4 separate regions of the Mus musculus genome follow, and all the other regions are linked to region 2. Evidence: chromatin contacts called from public HiChIP or PLAC-seq data. All regions are on one chromosome and are shown on one strand. The core of a region is the stretch at or near the end of the contact, and the rest is flanking DNA. Distances in the headings are between cores, read along the strand shown.

Region 1 (2,879 bases), core at 134-2,633, 370 kb after region 2:
ATCAGCCAGGTGTGGTGACTCACACATGTAAACCCATAACAAGGAAGGGAGAGGCAGGAGGATTGCTCCAAGTTCTCAAGGCCAGCCTGGTCTACACGTACCTGGCAGGCCAGGGCTGCATAGATAGAACCTTTCTAAACAAACAAAGAAGCAAAACAAAACAATTTAATTGGTTATTATATATATATATTTTTTTAAAGATTTATTTATTTTATTATATTATATGTGAGTACACTGTAGCTGTCTTCAGACGCACCAGAAGAGGGAATCAGATCTTGTTATGGATGGTTGTGAGCCACCATGTGGTTGCTGGGATTTGAACTCAGGACCTTCGGAAGAGCAGTCGGTGCTCTTAACCACTGAGCCATCTCACCAGCCCCGGTTATTTTATATTATGCAAGATTAAAATCTTATTAAAAGAGGTGTGTGTGTGTCTGTCAGGCGGATCACTGAGTAGATAAATGTGCTTGCTGCTAAACCTGACAACCTGAGTTCAAACCCAGGACCCACGAGGTGAAAAGAGAGAACTCACACATGTTACTCTTTGGCTTCCACATCCTTCTGAGGCACACATGCCTATGCGCATGCGCACAACCTCACAGGCAGGCAGGTGCGCGTGAGACATACACACACACTACTGTAATTTGGAAAAGGAGGACAGTGAGATGGGTTACTTGGAAAAGGCACTCGCTGCCAAGCTTGACAACCTGAGTTTGATTCCTGGAAACTCCGTGGTAGAAGAGAAGAACCAATTCCAGCATGTATCCCCGAACCTCTATAGGCATGGGTAAATGCATGTCTCCAAAAAAACAAGTAGAAAATGTAACAAAAACATTAAAAAAAAAAGAAGAAGAAGAAGAAGAAGAGGAAGAGGAAGAGGAAGAGGAAGAGGAAGAGGAAGAGGAAGAAGAAGAAGAAGAAGAAGAAGAAGAAGAAGAAGAAGAAGAAGAAGAAGAAGAAGAAAGGCCCGGCGTGGTGGCACACGCCTCTAATCCCAGCACTTGGGAGGCAGAGGCAGGCAGATTTCTGAGTTCGAGGCCAGCCTGGTCTATAAAGTGAGCTCCAGGATAGCCAGGGCCATACAGAGGAACCCTGTCTCGAAAAACCAAAAAGGATCAAACCACTGAAGATGCGTCCCGGGCAGAGCCCTGCACTGAAGCCCCACACTGCAGTGTGTCTGTACAATGAGAGATGGCGTGTAATGTATGCCTTTTTCTCCACTGAAACCTAAAAGGAAGCCAGATGCCATGGCACATACCAGTACTCTCAGCATTTGGAAATTTGAGGCAGGAGAATTGCCACATATTCCAGACCAGCCTGGGCTAGAGAGTGAGACCTTGTCTCAAAGAGCCCAAGCCAACCAATTAAAGAACCATAAAACCTGTACTAAAGTGACTTTTTATGGAGGTGATTCATGGCTGCCCTTCTCAGACTGGCTGTGTGATGAACAACATAGCTCAAATGACTCCCCGGAGCTTGGTGGGTGTGAGTCTTCCTGCTTTTCACATGTGTAAGATCTTCCAAATTTGCTGTTTTGCGTGTGGTTCAGGGAACCCAACCCAGGGCCTGCACGTGTTAGGCAAATGCTTTATGACTGAGCTAGAGACCCAAGCTGGATCCATTTTTGAAATCTCTTGACTTTTCTATTCCTTTAGACAGTGTCTCATGTGTCCCAGGCTAGCCTCATACTCTATATGTAATCAAGAGTGACCCTGGACTTCTGATCCTCCGCTCCCACCTCCCTGAGGTCACAGGGTCTCTGCAGTGGTGGGAACGGAGTCAAGAGCTTCAGTTATACTGCCCAGGCCCTCTACCAGTTAAGCTATATTTCCAGCTTCATCCTTTTGTCTCTCTTTGTTGTTGTTGTTGTTTGTTTGTTTTGTTTTTAGAGACAGGGTTCCTCCATGTAGCCCTGGCTGTCGTAGAACTCTCCTTGTAGATCAGGTTAGCCTCAAAGTCAGAGATCTGCCCGCTTCTGCCTCTCTAGTGCTGAGATTAAAGACTTGTGCCACCACCACCTGGCATCTTTTTGTCTTTTTTAATAGAGAGCTTCATTTAGCCTAGGGTAATTTATAAACTATAGCTGTACACTAACAGCTGACAATGATCTTAAATTCCCGATCCTGCTGCTTCTGCCTCCTGAGTGCTGAAATGACAAGGGTGTACCTCCAGGCCTAACACTTGGTTCTATCTCAAAAATTTTCTTTTCTTTTCTTTTTTTAAAAAATATTGCCGGCAGTGGTGGCGCACGCCGGTAGGATTTGCTGAAGGAGGCAGAGGCAGGAGGATCACGAGTTCGAGGCCAGCCTGGGCTACACATTTGGGCTGGTGAGATGGCTCAGTGGGTAAGAGCACCCGACTGCTCTTCCAAAGGTCCGGAGTTCAAATCCCAGCAACCACATGGTGGCTCACAACCATCTGTAACAAGATCTGATGCCCTCTTCTGGTGTGTCTGAAGACAGCTACAGTGTACTTACATATAATAAATAAATAAATCTTTAAAAAAATATTTATTCATTTACTTTATGTATATGAGTACACCATTGCTCTCTTCAGACACACCAGAAGAGGGCATCAGATCCTATTACACATGGTTGTGAGCCACCATGTGGTTGCTGGGAATTGAACTCAGGACCTCTGGAAGAGCAGTCAGTGCTCTTAACCACTGAGCCATCTCTCCAACCCCAAAATATGTAGCCCAGGCTGACCTCGAACTCATGATCCTCCTGCCTCTGCCTCCTTCAGCAAATCCTACCGGAGTGCACCACCACAACCGGCAACAATTTTCAAAAGCATCCAGGCAGCGGTAGTGCAGGCCTATAGGAGGCAGAGGCAGGTAGAGTCTGGTCTACAGAGTACACACACACATACACACACAC
Region 2 (2,871 bases), core at 16-2,515:
ACAGCATCACTGATTTGGTCACAAATCTTATCTGGAAAATAAAAGTTCCTGGTTCAACTTAACTATTACTACTAACCCTATCTCATCATGTAACTAGCAGTTTATGTGCAACCCAAGAAGCAAATATAGCTATGAATTTGTAGGTGACAGAAGCTTGATGTAAAGTTATAGTAGTATTTGCAAGGTGAGAGGGAGAATCTCCAGTCTTTTGTTTTTGAAGACATGTTTCTCTGTGCAGCTCTGGCGGTCCTAGAACTTGCTCTGTAAACCAGGCTGGCCTTGAACTCAAGAGATCCACCTGCCTCTGCCCTTCAGATTAATCAAAGTCAAAATGATTTATTTTGATATCTCAAAGCCTACCATAGGAAATAACCTCACAGTGTATTTTAGAGACAACTGTTCTTTTTATCCCCCACATTTAAAATGTTACAAACCTACTAAAGAGCCAACTGTCAGGTCATTAACTTCTTAAAACAGTCCATTTCCCCTATTATTAGACAATAGGGAAATGAGATTTTTTTTTTAACCATGAAAATAAATTTAACAGAAGAAACACCAGCAAACAAAAAATGCAGTAATTTTTTTTTTTTTGAGACAGGGTTATAGCCCTGGCTGTCCTGGAACTCAGAAAAATCCACCTGCCTCTGCCTTCGGCTCCAGGAAACTTTCAAGTGTGCTCTAAGCCATATCCAATTTCTCCTTGATTCATCAATTTAGAAAATGGCAGTATCCTGGTCTGGAATGTTTGTGGTATTGAGACAGGGTCTTACACGTGGCCCAGGCTGACAAACTAAACTGCTTCCATACTTTAAACGCTGGGATTGTAGTAGTTAGTGTACCACTGTGCTTGGCTCTATGTTCCTTGATTTTTGTTACTACCCCAAAATGTGTATTGCAGCCACAGAACCTTAAGATGGAATCTAATGGCTGTACTAAGGAGTGATTCAATAGATATGGAGATACTCCTTTCCTTGAGGGGAGTGTGGGAGGAGCCACAGCAACACTTGTCTTTCAACCATCACTCATCAAGATGCTCCTCACAAGCCATGTAATAATATTGCTGTGGACCCCCTGCGAACGGAAACAGCTCAAACTGAATATTAGTATTTACTAAATGGTTATGTTCCATCTGAAACCCAAAGTCCATATAATAGATTCATTATAACCGATCTCATCATGGCGGTTCAGTGGACAAAGCCTTAAGGAAACATGAAATAAATCCTCCTTTAGTTGTAGGAAAAAGACCAAAGGGAAGACTTTAAAACGAAACCTAACGCGATGGGAGTATACACTTAATTCATGCACTTCATCCTTTTCAAGCACACTCTAAATAAGGGATGCCTTCTCTAATTCGCGCTATATTTAGTCAGTGGCAGTCTGTCACCTTGAAGGCTAAAGGGCATGTCTACCCATGCTCTTAAGCGTTTTCCAGGGGCCGGAAGTCAGGGATATTAGAGATGGGACCTTCGGAGACACCAGCCCCCACTTCCAAACTAGGGGTCGGGTGGGTAGAGGCCGCCAGCTCCGCTTCGCCCCAATTCCACATGCGGCGAACACGTGGTAGCCGCTGCAATGCGGGGCGCGCGCTCCCGGCGGCCGGACGCGAGCACGCGGGGCGGGGTCGCCCACTTGAGGTTTTTCCAGGCGACGGGACTAAAGAGGAGGAAGCAGTGCCCTCCCCGCGCCGATCTCAAAACTGCCTCGAGCCCCCGCCCTTCTCGATTTCTGGAACCTTCCGCATGCCGGGGCGCGCCGCCGGATGAGGAGCGGAGAAAGGGGGAGGGGAGCGGGGCCGCACATTGCAAACTCGCGGCGCCACGAGGGAAGCGCGCGGCCGCTGCCATGCCCACCGCCGCCGGAGACGGCCTCGACCACCCCCAGCGCCACTGCCCTCCGCCCTTCCCTCCTCCGAGTCCCCGTCGGCTCACCTGGGTGACCTTCCCCTACAGACTCGGAAGTGAAGAGGAACGTCCCCTCCTCAATGAACGCCTCGTGGAAGCCGTTGAGCTGCCCGTTCATGGCGGCGGCGGTGAGAGAGGGCGACTCTGAGGAGACTGAGAGGCGGCGAGGCGGAGGGCTGCGGAAGACACAGAGGGAGGATCGCTTCAGCTCTCGGCAGGCTGGAGACTCGGAGCGAACGGAGCGGCGGGCGAAGCGGCCCAGTATTTATAGAGCAGGGGGTCGCGCGCGCCCGGCTCGGGCTCCGCCCCTCGGCGTCGCGCGCCAATGCGCCGCGGGCGGGCGGATGGGGGTTGGCAGGGAGGTCCGCCGAGCCGAGCTCCGGCTGAACCATTCTACCGATGGGGGGGGCGAGCAGAGCTAACCGGGCCTCCTGCCAGTAGTTAGTCATCTTGATGGCGTGGGTTAAATGGAGATGTAAGTGAGTAGACTTGGGGTTTACGCCCATCCCCACGTTGATTGCTGGAGAAGAGAGGATTTGGATTTGAAGGACGGCCTCCCCTGTACGAGGGTATGGTACATCCCTCCGACCGTTGCCCACGGAGGTCTGCCGGCGCGCGCGCCTCCCAGCGGCGGCCGTGGCGGTGGCGGCCGTTTTGTGCTGTGGCTCTCGCCGAGGGTCTTTCCTGCCACCACCACCCTCCATTCGCCACCTCGTGCACCAGCGCCGGGTGGCCCTCTGCCATGTGAAGGTGGCCATGTTGACTGGCCAGCGGAGGCTAATAGGCACTGCCCTTATCCATCCTACACGGTTCCCTCCGGGGAACGAGAGATTGTGAGGGGTTCTAGCCCTACCGTTAGTCATGCCTCGAGTAACTGCTCTGGGGAAAATGGCTGTAAAGCCAACTAGCAGGAATGCTGTATTGTTTTTCCGAACAATTGCCACTTGCCGGCGGCCTCCCCTCCCCCCTC
Region 3 (2,962 bases), core at 39-2,538, 410 kb after region 2:
GCAGGGCCATCTCTCAGGGTCACACACAGCAGTTCTAAATAGTTCAAATTTGATTTCCAGCAGAGTTGTCTATCGGTAGGGCTGAGCCACATTTGCGTGGTCTAGCCAAACAGTTCTGGGCAAAACTTTAAAAAATAAACATTTTTACCTAAAATTCAGCCTTGAATGCTGATATCAGACATAAGGTAAGGCATACTTCTCCAAAGGTAGTTAAGGGTCAATCCCCAAATAGAACAGCAAATGCTTGGCTACAGTACAGCTGTGCTCTGGAGAAACAGACTGGAGGATACCTGGGGTTCTCTGCATAGCTTGTCTAGTCTATCTGGCAAGTTCCAGGCCAGAGAGTAATCTTGTCCCAGGAAGGAAGGAAGGAAGGAAGGGAAGGGGGGAGGGAGGGAGGGAGGGAGGGAGGGAGGGAGGGAGGGAGGGAGGGAGGGAGGAAGAAAAGAATGAAAGAGTGAGGGAGGGGGAAGAGGGAAAGGGAGGGAGAGAGGGGGAGGAGAGAAAGAATGAAAAGGGTATCATGGTGGTTTGAACAGGTTTGGTCCTCACACTCATGTGCTTGGCCCATAGGAAGTGGCACCGTTAAGAGGTGTAGCCTTGTTGAGGTAGGTATGGCATTGCTGGAGGAAGTATGCTACTGTGCTTTGAGGTTATATATGCTCAAACTATGCTCAAAGTTGAGACATAGCCCCCTTCTGCTGCCTGCAGATTAAGATGTAGAACTCTTAGTTCCTTCTCCAGCACCATGTCTAGCTGCATGCTGCCATGCTTCCTGCCATGATGATAATGGACTGTATCTTTGAAACTATAAAGCCAGCCTCAATGAACTGTTTTCCTTTATGGGAGATGGCAAGGCCATGGTGTCCCTTCACAGCCATGGAAAGTAAGGCAGGTAGCTATGAAATAGCTATAGAATGTGTATACAATAAGATGAATGAGATAATTAATGCACAAATGAGCACTGATCATTTCTGAAACAACTTGAAGATGGGAGGAGGAGGAGGAGGAGGAGGAGGAAGAAAGCATAGGGAGAGGAAGAGGAAGAGGAAAGAGGAAGAGGAGGAACCGTATTTCCCAGGGGGGTGGGTAGTGTGAGAGTCTGTAAGCAGATCAAGATCAAGGAGTTAGTAACTTCCTTGTTTGCCTAATGGCCAGAGACAGAAACAACATGTAAGAATAAAACAATGTGCACACGGGTAGAGGAGATGATGGTTGGAAAGGAACTCCCTTCTTTCCCCAAAGCTTGAGCGAAAACCACAGGGCAGGTAATCTTGGCAGCTGCCAGGAGGGGGCAGTGGAGAAGACAGGGTCCAAGAGGGGATGTGTTCAGCCACAGGGGTGAGCAGCTGAGCGGAGCGTGGGGGAGATTCAGAGATGAGTGGGAATGAGAGTGCCAGGCAAGGGTGCTCAGGATTTTGGCCAGTATACAAAGAAGAGCCAAAATGGAGGAGAAACGGAAGAGGGGTTAGGCTTTGGGGTTAGAACTTACAGAGGTGGGCAGGATCAGCCGCCGAAAATCTCTAGCCAATTGCTGGAAAGGCCATTTTGAAAAACTTTTTACCACAATTAGTGAATGGGAGGTGGAAGACAGAAAAGAGTAAAAAATTATTCCTTCCGTGACATAGGAAAAGTTTCCAAATCCTAAGACACAGACAAGGACTGGAGCTGAAAGCTGAGGTGTGTGAGCATGTCAACACCTCACTAGTCATGTGACAAGTGGAAGACTCCGGCCATTAGAGTCTATGGGAGCTGGCTTACAGCAGCACTCGAGGAGGAAACTGGCAAGATGGCATCAGATCAATGCTGAAACACAGAGCAGAAGGCTGACCAATCTGACTCCTGGCTCCCAAGTAAACACACTTTCCATTTTTTCTGAGAGCAGAAGGCCCTGAGAGTATGACTGTGATTTGGTAACGAGTCTCTAATGCCCAACTGGCTGTCCTGATTACTTATGCCTCAAGCCTGAAAAATAACTAAGAAAACCTAAGGATGCTCACAAGAAAAAAAACAAGGACGGGCTGAAGACAGAGTTGGAAAGGTCAGGGTGGAATGTGCCAAGGGAAGTGACAGAAGCCAGCAAGCACACTCTCAAGTCCAGTTTACAACGGTCAGGATTTCTCCTCCCTTGAAGAGAAAAGCAGTGGTCTCTGCTCTTGAATTTACGAACTGTGAGCTCTTCCCTAGAAACGCAGGCCACCTGGTGTCGCTCCTGTGCTCTGGGATGACTGCTTACTCAACTTTCTAGGTGCTTCTGCCTAGTTAGACTACAAGCTTTTGTGTTTTGGAGACCAGTTCTTCTATATAGAAGCCCTTCCCTAAATACTGTCTGACTGGAAATGGTGTGTATATTCAGGTACATAGAGAGCTCACACGAAGCCCAACATCCTACTATATCCACTTGAATCCATTCTCAGGCCTGGGTTTGCCCCAAGTCTTCCCAGCCCAAGCCGTGGCTTCCGTATTGCTAGACACTCGCACTCTCCACTCTGCCTCAGAGAAACCATGCTGCCTTCCAGTCACAAGGATCCAAGTTTGATTCCTTAGGAGCCGATGCTAAGGAAAGTTGCTGGGTTTGATGGCACGTGCTTCGATTCTAGTGCTGGGGAGGTGGAGACAGCTGGACTTCTATAAAGTACCATATATCTCTTGAGAAAATATCTGAATTGAACTCCATGTATCAATTCCTCTGAAAATGTATTAAGTTTGGAGCCATGGAAAATTTTTTCCTTCTTAAGAATGTCTGTTCCAAAGCTTATGAATTCTCAGCATCATTTATGTCCTTCTGTTACTTTCTGGTGCCACTAAGCACACATCCATTCTCTAGCAACGATCATCTTGAGAGGGACAGCTTCCTTGGGTATGATGATGCACACTCATTCACGTAATCAGCATGCTTAGGGCTGTCAGATTTCCACAAGGTCATACACACAGTACCCATCATCCTTTGCTTCTCAGACAA
Region 4 (2,901 bases), core at 292-2,791, 390 kb after region 2:
TTTGTCTCTCACCACCACCCCCTCCCCCCCTTTTGGGTTTTGAGAATGGTTCTCACTCTGTAGTCAAGGCTGGCCTGGAACTCATGGTCCTCTCACCTTACCTTATCCCTCTCTGGGATGTCAGGTGTGCTGGGATGTCAGGTGTGCTGGGATGTCAGGTGTGCTGGGATGTCAGGTGTGCTGGGATGACTGATAAGTGTGCTGGGATGTCAGGTGTGCTGGGATGACTGATAAGTGTGCTGGGATGACAGGTGTGCTAGGATGACTGACAGGTGTGCTGGGATGACTGTCAGGTGTGCTAGGATGACTGACAGGTGTGCTAGGATGACTGACTGACAGGTGTGCTGGCATGACAGGTGTGCTGGGATGACAGATGAGTGTTTCCATTTTCTGAAAAGATTTTTGTTGTTGTTTTTTTCTCATTTTTTGGTTTATTTATTTGTTTACTTATTTACTTAATTTTAACAAGATCTTTCTACATAACCTGTTATGGAACTCACTACATAGACCAGGCTGACCTTGAACTTAAGAGATCTGCCTGCCTCTCTCTCCCAAGTGCTGGAATTAAAGCTGTGTGTTACCATGCCCTGCCTAAAAAAGATTTTTTAATTGGTCAACACGACTTCTCTTGAAAGGTGGGCCCTCGATTAAGAAACTGACCAGAAAGATTATAAAGCCATGGGAGGCTGGGGGCTCTGACAGGCTTGACAGTGGCAGCAGATGTCTTTTCCTAAGCTAAAGTCCCCACCTCCCTGTAGTCTCCCCTCCCCCAGCCTGAAACCTGCTTGCTCAGGGGTGGAGCTTCCTGCTCATTCGTTCTGCCACGCCCACTGCTGGAACCTGCCGCTTTGCTGTTTGGAGCCACACACGTGCTCACCTTTCTACTGGATCAGAGATTATTCGGCGGGAATCGGGTCCCCTCCCCCTTCCTTCATAACTAGTGTCGCAACAATAAAATTTGAGTTTTGATCAGAATGAATTTGTCTTAGCTCCGTTTCTTCTTTCGCCCCCTAGATTCCTCTCTTACAGCTTGAGTAGCCATATCAGTCGAACCGTTCACGTTACGAGCTGCTGGCGGCCGCAACACCTCCCTATTCCCTTTTCATTGAGACCTGTATGTGTGATGTATGTGGATATGTGTGCAAAGGTATCTGGGGGCCAGAAGAGCATATCTGGTGTCCTGCTCTACCACTCTGCCTTATTCCCAGAGACAGGGCCTCTCACTGAACCTGGAGATAGACTGGCTGCCAGCAAGCCATAACAATCCCCCATGTTTGTCCCTCACAGCACTGAGGCTACCCACATAGCAGTGTATAGCTTTTTATGTGGGGTCTAAGAATTTGAACTCAGATCCTCTGTGGGTCAGCCCTATTTTCCTCTCCGGGAAGAAATAAGGCCCAGACTGAACTACCACTAAAGAGCAACATCAGGGCTGGGCTGACTGCTCAATGCTTAAGACTGAACACTGCTCTTGTGTAGGACCCCAGTGTGGTTCCCAGGACCTATGTCAGGCTGTTCCTAGCCTCCTGTAACCTCAGTCCCAGTTAACTGCTGCCCTCTTCTGGCATCCACAGGCACTACACTCATGTGCGTCCACATTTGCACCTAAGTAAAAGATGAAACAAAGGCTCCAGGGGCTGAGGGGAAGGGAGGAGAAGGGACATTTGTTTGCTTGCTTGTTTGTGGCACTGGAGTTTGAACCCAGAGCATCTCACACACTAGGCAAGCACGGTCTCCTTGGGCTAAGTTCCTGCCTAGGAGGATTTTGTTGTTTCTTAAATCTTTCTCTTCCCATTGCCTGTAAAGTCTCAAACCTAGGACAAATGGCTGAGGTACCTATTTAACATATCAAAGTGGACCTGGCTGCCAGGTTCTCCCAGCATCCCTCAGTCCCTACCTGTCACAGGATATAGCGGGCTTTGAGTTCACAAATGCTCAAGCTACACCCAGTGTGGCACACAGTCTCCTTCTGTGGAAACGTAGAACTCTGGGTTCCTACAGCACCATGTATGCCTGCACGTGGTTAAGTTCCCCACCATGATTGATGATAATGGATCAAACCTCTGAAACTGTAAGCCAGCTCCAATTAAATGTTTTCTTTTAGAAGAGTTGCCTTGGTCATGGTGTCTCTTCATAGCAATGAAACCCTAAGACATTCTCCTTCCAGAATTTTCTCAAGGGCTTTTTACATACTAGATGAAACATTTTACAAAGTGAGCTCTATCCCCAGAACTGCCTCCAACTTTGCATTTAAAAATTACTATTTATTTATACATCATTATGATGATGATGATGATGATGATGTTGGTTTTTCGAGACAGGGTTTCTCTGCATAGCTCTGGCTGTCCTGGAACTCACTTTGTAGACCAGGCTGGCCTCAAACTCAGAAATCTGCCTGCCTCTGCCTCCAAGTGTGCCACCACTGCCCGGCTTATTTATACTTTAAATTTTAGTTTTATTTTGTGTGCATGGGTGTGTTGCCTATTTGTCTGTCTGTCTACCACATGCATGCTTAATGCCTGCAGAGGCCAGAAGAAGGTGTCAGATCCTTAGAATGGAGCTACAGTTACAAGCCACCACGTATGTGCTGGGAATTGAACCTGGGTCCTTTGCAAGAGCAGCCAGTGCTTTTAGCCACTAAGCTATCTCTCCAGCCTTATTACTTATTTACTTTGATATCTTTGGAGACAGATTCTCTTTACATAGCCCTGGCTATCCTGGAACTCACTATGTAGATTGGATTGGCCTCAAACTCAGATCTGCCTGTCTCTGCCTCCTGAGTGCTGGCATTAAAAGCCTGTGCCACCACACCTGTGGCCCTTCCCCCCAATTATTTCTCTATGTTCTCATTAGTGCAGTGCTTGAAGTCAGAAGAAGATAACAGATACCCTCAGCTTGAGT

The links. HiChIP or PLAC-seq counts read pairs in DNA pulled down with a chosen protein or histone mark.
Region 1: an H3K4me3 HiChIP or PLAC-seq map of embryonic limb bud shows a contact between it and region 2, with 4 times the contacts expected there. The contact joins the enhancer-like site here to the promoter of Particl in region 2. A contact is called at or near these places in 11 of 39 promoter capture datasets (the 3T3-L1 cell line, 3T3-L1-derived adipocytes, embryonic stem cells and 5 more), 1 of 484 Hi-C or Micro-C datasets (B cells), 7 of 115 datasets of contacts at active chromatin or transcription factors (astrocytes, embryonic limb bud, embryonic stem cells and 1 more) and 1 of 9 other capture datasets (pancreatic islet).
Region 3: an H3K27ac HiChIP or PLAC-seq map of trophoblast stem cells shows a contact between it and region 2, with 2.5 times the contacts expected there. The contact joins the enhancer-like site here to the promoter of Particl in region 2. A contact is called at or near these places in 1 of 39 promoter capture datasets (cranial neural crest), 1 of 484 Hi-C or Micro-C datasets (cranial neural crest) and 6 of 115 datasets of contacts at active chromatin or transcription factors (the 230-238 cell line, embryonic stem cells, epiblast stem cells and 2 more).
Region 4: a contact with region 2 is called in an H3K27ac HiChIP or PLAC-seq map of embryonic stem cells, with 5 times the contacts expected there. The contact joins the enhancer-like site here to the promoter of Particl in region 2. A contact is called at or near these places in 4 of 39 promoter capture datasets (cranial neural crest, embryonic stem cells, maxillary cranial neural crest and 1 more), 1 of 15 datasets of contacts at CTCF or cohesin (embryonic stem cells), 60 of 484 Hi-C or Micro-C datasets (the AML12 cell line, B cells, the C2C12 cell line and 25 more), 16 of 115 datasets of contacts at active chromatin or transcription factors (the 230-238 cell line, astrocytes, embryonic limb bud and 6 more) and 1 of 9 other capture datasets (embryonic stem cells).

Annotation. Positions count from the first base shown.
Region 1 is chr6:72,804,733-72,807,611 of GRCm38.p6, forward strand. No RefSeq gene overlaps it. Among named protein-coding and RNA genes, the nearest start is that of Tcf7l1, 17 kb to the left of the region's middle. Within about 2 kb of position 1,384, at least 18 of the 459 cell types and tissues checked have an H3K27ac peak or open chromatin away from gene starts, as enhancers often do. A contact at or near this core is called in embryonic limb bud, where this site is marked.
Region 2 is chr6:72,437,418-72,440,288 of GRCm38.p6, forward strand. It overlaps Particl (promoter of Mat2a antisense radiation induced circulating long non-coding RNA), which reads left to right and starts at 1,266. Exons shown (of 1, transcript NR_046011.1): 1 at 1,266-2,871. Mat2a (methionine adenosyltransferase II, alpha) reads right to left here and starts at 2,139. Exons shown (of 9, transcript NM_145569.5): 1 at 1,929-2,139; 2 at 1-31. The coding sequence starts at 2,019.
Region 3 is chr6:72,850,588-72,853,549 of GRCm38.p6, forward strand. All of the region lies in intron 3 of Kcmf1 (potassium channel modulatory factor 1), which reads right to left. Among named protein-coding and RNA genes, the nearest start is that of Kcmf1, 48 kb to the right of the region's middle. Within about 2 kb of position 1,289, at least 18 of the 459 cell types and tissues checked have an H3K27ac peak or open chromatin away from gene starts, as enhancers often do. A contact at or near this core is called in trophoblast stem cells, where this site is marked.
Region 4 is chr6:72,827,505-72,830,405 of GRCm38.p6, forward strand. No RefSeq gene overlaps it. Among named protein-coding and RNA genes, the nearest start is that of Tcf7l1, 40 kb to the left of the region's middle. Within about 2 kb of position 1,542, at least 7 of the 459 cell types and tissues checked have an H3K27ac peak or open chromatin away from gene starts, as enhancers often do. A contact at or near this core is called in differentiating embryonic stem cells and embryonic stem cells, where this site is marked.